Linked DNA regions of Sus scrofa: regions 2 and 3 are each linked to region 1. Evidence: chromatin contacts called from public Hi-C data. All regions are on one chromosome and are shown on one strand. Each heading gives the region's core, a stretch centred on a gene start, on an enhancer-like site or on the middle of the called end of the contact. The rest is flanking DNA. Distances are from core to core; before and after follow the strand shown.

What was found. Hi-C and Micro-C count contacts between places; a contact is called where the count stands out from the background.
Region 2: a Hi-C map of liver shows a contact between it and region 1, with 5 times the contacts expected there. The contact joins the promoter of BATF2 here to the promoter of SF1 in region 1. A contact is called at or near these places in 1 of 47 Hi-C or Micro-C datasets (liver) and 1 of 2 datasets of contacts at active chromatin or transcription factors (alveolar macrophages).
Region 3: a Hi-C map of liver shows a contact between it and region 1, with 6 times the contacts expected there. The contact joins the promoter of SAC3D1 here to the promoter of SF1 in region 1. A contact is called at or near these places in 1 of 47 Hi-C or Micro-C datasets (liver) and 1 of 2 datasets of contacts at active chromatin or transcription factors (alveolar macrophages).

What each region holds. Positions count from the first base shown.
Region 1 is chr2:7,390,009-7,393,160 of Sscrofa11.1, reverse strand. It overlaps SF1 (splicing factor 1), which reads right to left and starts at 1,866. Exons shown (of 15, transcript XM_003122587.5): 1 at 1,523-1,866; 2 at 1,459-1,520; 3 at 1,294-1,456. The coding sequence starts at 1,706.
Region 2 is chr2:7,178,310-7,181,913 of Sscrofa11.1, reverse strand. BATF2 (basic leucine zipper transcriptional factor ATF-like 2) reads right to left here and starts at 1,895. Exons shown (of 3, transcript XM_013994125.2): 1 at 1,438-1,895. The coding sequence starts at 1,476. It overlaps LOC110259239 (a long non-coding RNA gene), which reads left to right and starts at 3,063. Exons shown (of 2, transcript XR_002341445.1): 1 at 3,063-3,604.
Region 3 is chr2:7,140,654-7,144,012 of Sscrofa11.1, reverse strand. SAC3D1 (SAC3 domain-containing protein 1) reads left to right here and starts at 1,719. Exons shown (of 3, transcript XM_003122567.5): 1 at 1,719-2,246; 2 at 2,411-2,991. The coding sequence starts at 2,418. SNX15 (sorting nexin-15) reads left to right here. Exons shown (of 8, transcript XM_003122547.4): 7 at 122-379; 8 at 674-941. The coding sequence ends at 780.

The DNA of each region.
Region 1 (3,152 bases), core at 617-3,116:
TACTAATGGTCCTACACACAACCTCAGCAGACTGTGAAACAGAACGTGACCTAAAATGAAATGGCAAAGAATGAAAGACAAGACACACACACACACAAATATGGCCACTAGAAGGATACCTGGACCAGAGTCTGAAAAGTTAACATTCCACATTTACAGTTTTTGACCACAGAAATTCTGCGAAGCACGAGAACAACCTAAATCTCAACGCACAGTTTCAAGTAGTGAAATAAAGTGTTGAGGACATATATGTATATTACACAGTTGCCCATGAACACATTAACAGCCCCAGAGGCAATAAGAGCAGACTCAATATTCAGACAAGTCCATAAAACAACACTGGGACCTGCTGGCTCCTCCCACTTCCACCTCCCCACCTGTCACCTTTTGAAGGGAGCCAGAACACAACCAACCTTACGGTTACTAAGTGAAAAAGTTCCTTCAGCAAGATCACTTTCTTTCTAAGTTTAGCTAAGATCAGCGTTGAGTTTTCCTGGCCAGTTAGTTGGTCACTTAATGTCTAAAGGATACATCAAAAGGTCAACAAAAAACAAGCTACACAATAGTAGCCAAATCCTCCTACCCTAGTCCACAGGCAGAACTCCCTAGCACTTGGTTCACAAAAGTGTTCCACTTCTCAGGAGCTAGGCCTAAGGGGAAGCCTCAAGAGAGGAAGGCGGGTCAGACTTCTTTTAAGGTACATAAAGGAAGATAAGAAGGAGAATTTCCTTCCCCAAAATGAACCCCCCCACACACACCAAAAAACCGGACCCAACCATCCCCTAAAGACTTTCAATCTCTTTCATTCTCTGCAATGAAAACGCTGCCTTACTGTAGAAACAGAGGAGCTACTCTCTGTACTTTCCTCCCTTTACGACTCTTCTACAACCAGAAAAGGATGTTCCACGTCATCAGTTGACCCTTCCAAGCCCTCCAGACATGCACACCCAGCACCCCATCCACCCACTCGACCCCTCCACACCACTCCCCTACACTAGGAGTGGAGAACAAGAGAGCTCCCGCCAGATTTTAGTGGGGGCCTTAAGGCCCGGCCGCCACACTGCGCCTGCGCGCAACAAACCTCCTCCCGCCGTGCCCCCACCCCTTCCCCTACCGCGCGTGCGCACTCGAGGCCCGAGAACCAGGCCGCGCGCCCCGTGGCGCCTCCGCCCGGGCCTCCCCGTGCGCGCGCGCGCCCCTGCCGCGTGCAGCCGCCGTCGCCACCGCCGCGCGCCCCTCAGCCGGCCGGGCCCATCCGCGCGGCGCCTCTCGCGCTCTCTCGGCCCGACTCACCTCCTCCGCCGCCGGCCGGGCCCGGCTGCTGGTCCTGACGCGGCGGCTGGGGTGGCGGCGGCGGCGGCTGCGGTGGCGACACGCGCTGGTAGAGCGGCGGCGGAGGGGGCGGCTGCGGCGGTGGGTACGAGGAGCCCGGGGAGGGCGGCGGCGGCGGCGGCTGCTGGGGAGGCGGGGGGGCGGCGGCGGCGGCGGCGGCGGTGGCGGAGGCAGCGCCGCGAAGGGAAGGCCGCGGTCAGGGCCCCCACCGAGCCCACAGGCGGGGGCGGCGGCGGCCCGGGCACCAGCAGCCCCGCCCCAGGCCCGGGGGCAGGCGGTGGCCCCGGCTCGAAGCCCCCTTTGGGGCCGGGGATGGGGGGAAGGCCGGGGGGGCCGAGCTTACCCAGCGGCGTGGCGTTCGCTCCAGTCGCCATGGCGCCCCCGGGGACCGGCACCGGCGGCTCCTTTTCGGCGGCGACGGCTTCTCCTTCGTGACTCTTCCGAGGGGAGGGAACCTGACTGCGTTCCGCGGAGCGCGCGGATCCCGTCCTCTCACGCGGCGGGCGGGCGGCGGCGGCGGCGGCGGCGCGAGACGCACAAAGAGGGAGGAGAGAGGGCGCCGCGGGGGCGGGCCGGGGGCGACGGGGCCGGAGCCTGGATTGGCCCGGGCCGAGGCAAGGGGTCGAAATCTGCGGCCTCCGATTGGTGGAGCCTTAGCCCTTCTCGATGTGCGTTGGGATTGGCCGGACCGTTAGGCCTGGCGAGGAAATGGCGGCCGAGCCTGGCGAGCTGGGAGGTGTCGCAGCGCGCACTTCATTTGTTACTGCGCGGACTGAGCTCGGAGTCCAGAAAGGAGGGGATCGGGTGGGGCAAATTCTATGACGTGTGGGGCCAACAGCTCTATCATTGGCTGGAATTGATGGAGTCAATCAATCACGATTGCGTCGTAGTGTCATGGGATTGGCTGTCGCTGTTTCGATTCTTTCTCTACTCCCCTCCCACGGGGAGTAGTCTCGCCGGGTTTAAGCGAGAGGTCGCGCCGGAAAAGCCCAGGCCGAATGAGATTTAAGGTCGGGGAGGAGTGGAGCAAGAGCGCGCATGCGTAGATGGTCAGAGCCGCCTTTCAGGCCCTGGCTTCCCTGTCGATCTTCGGTCCGGCGCGGAAGCCCTAGATGACGTCAATCCTCGATTCCCATGGTAACCCGGAACCGAGGGACGGGGGAGGGGCTGGCGCGCGCCCGTAAACTTGATCCGTTGACGACTCAGGTAAAAGGAGACTTCCTGTTTTCTTTGAAAAAAATTAAAAATGGGGAAAAAAGCTACAAAGTAGAGTCCTACTAAGGGATTAAAAATGGTATCTGAGCCGATGGAGGTACAGGTATCTTAGATAGAAAGCAATATGAAGTTGTCAATTCCGAAAATTGGTTTACAGATACAGTGCATTGGAATTAGAATTCCCAACGTGATTGGGGTTGATTAAATCATGTCATATCAAATAATAACTATGGAAATAGTGGGGAAACTTGTAAATGAGGTTGAGAGGAGCTTGCTTTTCCAGAGGATACGCATATAAAAGATACAATAATGAAACAATGTGGTATTGTTGTGGGAAAGGCAAATTAGTGAAACAGAGAAGTCTGGAAAAAGATTCTCCAACAAGGCAAAGACTTAGCTAGTAAATGGTATAAAAAGTTCTAAATCTCAATAGTAAAACAGACATAGAAATTATCAGGGTCGGAGTTTCCTTCCTGGCTCAGCGGTTAACGAACCCGACTAGGAACCATGAGGATGTGGGTTCGATCCCTGGCCTTGCTCAGTTGGTTAAGGATCTGGCCTCGCCATGAGCTGTAGTGTAGGTTGCAGACACGGCTCCGCTCCTG
Region 2 (3,604 bases), core at 646-3,145, 210 kb after region 1:
ACACACAGCACCCCTGGGTGGAGTCCCAGTCACCCACATGTCCTACTCACAGCTCACGTTGGGGCAGCACAAGATGAGAGTCTGGGATTCAAACCCAGACAGAACTGACTTCACACCCACACTCTTTTTTTTTTTTTTTCTTTTTAGGGCCGCACCCATGGCACATGGAGGGTCCCAGGCTAGGGGTCCAATTGGAGCTACAGCCACAGCCACTTGGAATCCAAGCCACGTCTGTGACCTACACCACAGCTCCTGGCAATGCTGGATCCTTAACCCACTGAGCAAGGCCAGGGATCAAACCCAGGTCCTCATGGATACAAGTCAGGTTCGTTAACCAATGAGCCACCACAGGAACTCACACCCACACTCTCTTTATCAGCCCTGTTGCCCTGGGCAGGCCTTCCCTGTGTCCAGCTGCCTCATCTGCACAAGGGAAGACCAGTACCTTCCTCAAGCGTCGTAAGGCAGACAGCCCAAGGCCAGCCCACGGACCAGGGTTAATACAAGGCGGCCGTTGTTCCAATAGCTATTATTTCCACAGTCAAGGTGTTGATTTCTCTAGCCTTGAGCTTCGTCTGTGAGAGCAGGTCTGCATTCTGATTGGGTTCCAAGTGCCCGTGGCCAGCTCAGGCCCACAACTGAAGTTCATTTATCCAACAAATATTTTTTGAGCACCTACTAGGTGCCATGCACTGAGCTATGGGGACAGAGCAGCAAACCACAGAGAAAAAAAATTCCTGCCCCAAGTTGCTCGCATTCTAGTAGGACAAGTAGCCTTTAATGAATGAATGAATGGAGTCCCTTCTGACAGAACTGTGGCCTCAGAGGTTCACAGCCATGACCGTCCCCCTACACTGGGGTTCATGAAGCTTAGATGAAATATTTGACCCAAACACCCAGGGTTCTGGAAGGTCAGACAAGAGGAAACGCTGGGGACCCCACAGCCCAACCCCCCTCCCACAGATCACTCTGATTTCTGCAAGTTCTGAGTGCAGAAATCTCAGGCAAGACCCTGGCCTCCCTGGCTGAGGACTCTGCTTCCAGGTTCATGGCCACAGCAGATCCCTTCCAGGTGCTGGGGCCAAAAGACAGGAACCCCGGGGAAAGACCTGCAGTGAGAGAAGCAGGTGGGACTCTGGTACCTGGGTCCCGGGAGAGGGGCAAGGCCTCCACCAGAACCATGGCCAGAGAAGTCTCCCATTATGGCAATGAAAGAACAGGTAGGTTAGGAGAGAGCAGTAACCAGAGGCCGGGCTCTGGACTGGAGGCTGGATCTGCAATGGGAGAGCAGGTAAACCCTCATTCCAAGGATGCTCCGAGGAAACTGAGGCCGGCAGGGTCGGGGGGCGGGGGTGAGCCCATGTGAACCAAACTGGCACCGGGCGCCCTGGGGCCTATTCCCCTTCTCCTCTCCTGAATCCCGTCCCCTGTACTCACCATCCCAGTCAGCAGCTCGTCGCCTCTGCAGAGGTGCATGTTTGGAGGGAAAACAGAGGCTCACACCCGGTTCAGGGTGGCCCTCGGCTGCTGTGACCTCCCCGTGCCCTCTGGGGGCCCAAGGAAGTGGCAGCTCTTTAAATCCCCAGTGGCCACCCCGCCCCCAGCGAGCCAAGTTTCAGTTTCTCCTAAAGCCACCGGCTGCTCAGAATCCCGGGCTTGGCTTGGCTCACGTGGCTGGAATTTCCTAACATGAACTGGCCTTCCGGTTGGGCCCCTTCTCTGGGAGGAGGACGGTGGAGGGTGGCCAGAGGAGGGGGCCTGAAGGCCAGGTGCGGGGAAGGTGTTCTGGAAGAGGGAGAGCAGGCTGCCAGGGACAGAGCCGAGAGGAGAAGCCAAGGGGGGACCGAGGGTCACATGGGATATGGGCAAACCCCTGGGCTCTACAATTGCAGGAACCCAGGTTCACAGCCCACCTCTGGCATTTTGGAGCTGTGCAGCTTTGGGAAAGTGACTTACCCTTTCTGAGCCATAATTTCCTCATCTATAAAGGGAGATGATATAGATATTTATTTACAGGCAGGAACTTAAGCAAGATAATACAACCACCCTCAAACCTGGTGAGACCAGTGTGGAGGTGCGTCTGCAAAAATAAGCAATGGCCCTTGGAGTTCCCATTGTGGCGCAGTGGAAATGAATCCGACCAGGAACCATGAGATTGCGGGTTCGATCCCTGGCCTCTGCTCAGTGGGTTAAGGATCTGGCATTGCCGTGAGCTGTGGTGTAGGTTTGCAGATGCAGCACGGATCCTGCGTTGCTGCGGCTGTGGCCCAGGCCAGCAGCTGTAGCTCTGATTGGACCCCTAGCCTGGGAACCTCCATATGCTGCAGATGCAGCCCCAAAAAGTGAAAAAAGAAAAAGCAATGGCCCTTAAACAGGAGAACAGATGGATAAACGACTGTATTTTCATACCACAGACCCCACAGCAGTAGAGAGGGTGGTGTCTAGCGGCTAAGAGCACAGTTTCCAAGGGTATAGACTTTCGCCTTTCTATGCCTCTGTTTCCAAATCTGTAAAATATTTTGTTGTGAAGGTTAGGTAAGGCACAACAAAATTGTTAAGGCAGGTAAGGTACCGGAAACCATGCCTGGTGCAGAATAAGGGCTCAACAAATATTCACAATTATGATACGGTGAAAGAGCCAAAGCTGCACTTAGCCTCATGCCTAAAAGTTCGTAACATCCAATGGCATGAAAATGACAAGCTGCAACAGGATCTGAGCAACATAATTTCTGAAAGGCTGGATAATGTGGATACGGAATTATGTAATAAAAGTATAAAAATATGGAGTTCCCGTTGTGGCGCAGTGGTTAACGAATCCAACTAGGAACCATGAGGTTGTGGGTTCGGTCCCTGCCCTTGCTCAGTGGGTTGACGATCAGGCGTTGCCATGAGCTGTGGTGCAGGTTGCAGACGCGGTTCGGATCACGCGTTGCTGTGGCCCCGGTGAAGGCTGGTGGCTATGGCTCCGATTAGACCCCTAGCCTGGGAATCTCCATATGCCACGGGAGCAGCCCAAGAAATAGCAAAAAGACAAAAAAAAAAAAAAAAGTATAAAAATATGCATGGGAATGAGAGACACAAAAGTCAGAGAGTGGTGACACAGGGGCGGGGCTGGAGGTGGAGATGGACCGAAGGGGACACACAAGGACTTCAGTTGCGTCCGTGATGGTTTGTTGAACTTCAGCTGTGGGAACACAGCTGTCTGTGATAATAATATTATCTACACTTTGGGGTACTAAAATGCTTCACGTTAAGACTTCCATTAAAGACCTAACGAACCCTGAAGCCCCAGGCAAAACTGCATGGTTGTTCCCTAAGAGAGACCGTGCTTGGAAGGGCCAACAGTTTGGGGGTGGCAGAGCCATTAATCTCTGTCCTAGAAGAGCATAGCAACGGATGTACAGAGCAGAGTCCTGCGACCTGCTGACCAGAGCATCCAAAGCATAGTGCCTGAGTCCTGAGTGTTCAAGGCTGACAGAGTGGAATCACAGGAATGGCAAATACTAGATTTGATCTTCTGATGGGTAAGGGTGTCCTGAAGTACTGTGTAGAGAAGGTCACAGCTGCCTCCGAGCTTATTAAAAAAGAACTCTGCAATTGATTA
Region 3 (3,359 bases), core at 470-2,969, 250 kb after region 1:
CAGGCACTAGGAAATCCAGGACAGGTTGGTACCCTGATGGGCAAGAGAGGTCTGAGGGTGGGCAGTTGGCCCTGGGAAAAGGAAGGCCAGTCAGGCCTGCGTCCTCCATCTCTCATTGCAGAAGGTGCAGGCCCCAGTCCTACCCACCTAGGCGAGCTGGCAGCGTTGGAAGCAGAATCCGAAAGGCTGGACCAGGAACCCTGGGAGCCAGGAGGGCAGGAGGAGGAAGAGGACGAGGAAGGAGGGCCCACCCCTGCCTACCTGAACCAAGCCACCAAGCTCATCACCCAGGCCCTACGGGATGAGAGGGCAGGCGCCTACCCTGCAGCTCTGCAGGGCTACCGGGACGGCGTGCACATCCTGCTTCAGGGAGTTCCTGGTGAGCAGGACTGGACGGTGGAGGGTCAGGCCTGGGCTCCCCAGTGGTTCGGTGAAAGGAAAGGAAAGTGAAAAGCAGATCAAGGACCAAAATTGCTCCTTACTGACCAGCTCTATCACTTTGGGCCATTTCTTTACCTCTTGTGGCCTCTGTTTTCTTTTTTGTCAAATGGGGACAATATATCTGACTCCCAGGGAGCAGGAAAAGACACATGATGATGCCCTATGAACTGTAAGGGGCTAGACCAGGGGTTCTGAACCCAGGTACCTCTGCTGAGCCATTCTGTCTTCACAGGCGACCCGTCACCTGCCCGCCGGGAGGGTGTGAAGAAGAAGGCGGCTGAGTACCTGAAGCGGGCAGAGGAAATCCTGCACCTGCATCTGTCCCAGCTCCCCCCCTGAGAAGGGAGTGGACTCTTTCCTAAGACTCTAGCTCCAGCACTGCCAGCCACCCTCTTCTCTTCTGGTGCCTGGTCTGATCTTCTGGTCTTGTAACTCCAGAGGCCATTTCTGTGTGTAATGGGACCAAGAATGAGAAAAATAATGAATTCTCAGTTCCTTGACTACTCTTGCCACCTTGGAATCAGGGACTCACACTTCTCATCCTGCCTGTTTCTCTCTTGACATGTGAGCAGCAGCTCTGGTTCCAAAACGATCTGCTTATACATCTAGAACTGGGGTCTGTAAACTGTGGCCTGCAACCAAATGTGGCCCGCTGCTAGAATGGTTTTTACCATTTTGTTAAATAGTTGAAAAAAATCAATAATATTGTGACAGGGAAAAATTATATGAAATTTAAATATCTAAAAATAAGATTTTGGGAATTTCTGCTGTGGCACAACGGGATCAGCAGCATCTCTGGAGTGCTGGGACAGGTTTGATCCCTGGCCTGGCACAGTGGCTTAAGGATCCAGTGCCTCTCAGATCTGATCCCTGGCCCAGAAATTCTGTATGCTAAAAAAGAAGAAATAATAATGAGATTCTGGAAGTTCCCGCTGTGGCGCAGTGGGTTAATGATCTGGCTCCTCTCTATGGAGGCACCAGTTGGATCCCGGGCACAGTGTTAAAGATCTGGTGTTGCTGCAGCCTGTGATGCAAGGCGAAGCTCCTGCTCAGATTGGATCCCTGGCCCAGGAACTTCCGTATGCCGTGGGGTTGGCCGAAAAAGAAAAAAACAGAAATAAATTAAAAGATTTTGGAGATCGTTTGTGGTGCAGTGGCTTAAGGATCCAGCGATGTCACCGCCGTGGCTCAGGTTGCTGCTGTGGTGCAGGTTCTATCCCTGCCCTGGGAGCTTCCACATGCCACAGGTGCGGCCAAAAATAAAAATAAATTTATTGGACCATAACCAGGCCTTCGTTTAGTATTGCCTATGGTTGCTTTCTCGCTATACCAGCAGAACTGAAGAGTAGCAGGGTTGACTAGTTGTGACCTGTAAATTCCAGGACATTTACTGTCTAGCTTGTTGCAGAAAGTTTGCTGACCCCTGATCTAGAAAATAGGGAGAAGGGTGTCCAGGGAAACAGAAGAGAATGGCAGGCTGCTTGAACCAGGTTGTCGGCCCAAAAGGATGATCAAGAGGACCCAGAGCCGGGGTTCCTATTTTGGGCTGGTGGTCCAAAGCCAAGCTGAGGGCGGAAGCCTGAGAAGGCGTGGCCTCACTCCTGCCCCGCCTCTCCTACAAAGCGATTGGTCGCGGAAGGGACTACAAACCGGTGCACCATGGGAGTGGCCCAGACTACAGCGGTGCATCATGGGTGGGCTGTAGCGGGACCTGAGCCTAAGGGACAGTCTTGAGCGCTCTGAACGGCAACGCAGAGCATCTCGGGAGGCCTGTTCGAGGATCAGTTGGAAGGCGACCGGAGTCGGTGAGAGGACGGCGATGGCCTAACGGGCGGCTGGGACGCTTAGACCGGGCTGGGAGGTTCAGAGTTCCCTTGAACAACTACCGGCGTCGGCGTGCCCTCCCGCAGGATGGGGCGAGTGGCCGCCGCTGTCTCCTGGATGCTGAGCAAGCATTCTTTCCCCTCAGCCCACCCATGCCCGGCTACGAGCTGCCTTTGGGCACGTGCCTGGATATGTGTCCGGCCAACGAGCGCACCCGGCGCGAAAAGGAGTGCCGCCTGCACCGCTTCGAGGTGGCGCCGGGGTCCCCTGGGGACCGGCCTCGAGCCGACCCGCAGCGCGCCGTGAAGGAATACAGCCGGCCGGCCGCCGGGAAGGCGCGGCCCCCGCCGAGCCAGCTGCGTCCGCCGTCCGTCCTGCTGGCCACCGTGCGCTATCTGGCCGGAGAGGTGGCCGAGCGCACCGACGCATCCCGCGCGGAGGTGGCCAGCTTCGTGGCGGACCGGTTGCGGGCGGTGCGGCTGGACCTGGCCCTGCAGGGCGCGGGTGACGCCGAGGCAGCGCTGGTGCTGGAAGCGGCACTGGCAGTGCTGCTGGCGGTGGTGGCGCGGCTCGAACCCAACGCATCCCACGGGCTGGCTGATCCGATGTTGCTTCAGGCCCAGGTGCAGGAGAGCTTCGGTTCTCTGCGGCGCTGCTACGCGCTGGGTGCCGGGCCACACCCTCGCCAGGCCACCTTCCAGGGTCTCTTTCTGCTTTATAACCTGGGTGAGTTGGGTCTCCACGAGCAGAGCTCAGGGACAAGCGTCCCTCTGTGGGGACAGTGAAAGCCGGAAAAGGAAGGAGAAGCTTAAAAACCTCACCACCAGCTCCCTCTCCTCTCCGTTCCTGTCTCCTAAATGTGTGTCTCAGGCAGTGTGCGAGATTCGCTGAGCCCTTACCTGGACCTTCTGGCCCTTCCCATCTCTGGGTCTCAGTTTTTTCTTAACAGAAGTGGAGGGGATGCGGTCGGAATGGGAAAGTTGACCTAGACAGTGATTTTTTTAATTTTTTTTTTTGTCTTTCAGGGCCTTACCCTCAGCATATGGAAGTTTCCAGGCTAGGGATCAAATCAGAGCTGCAGCTGCTGGCCTGTG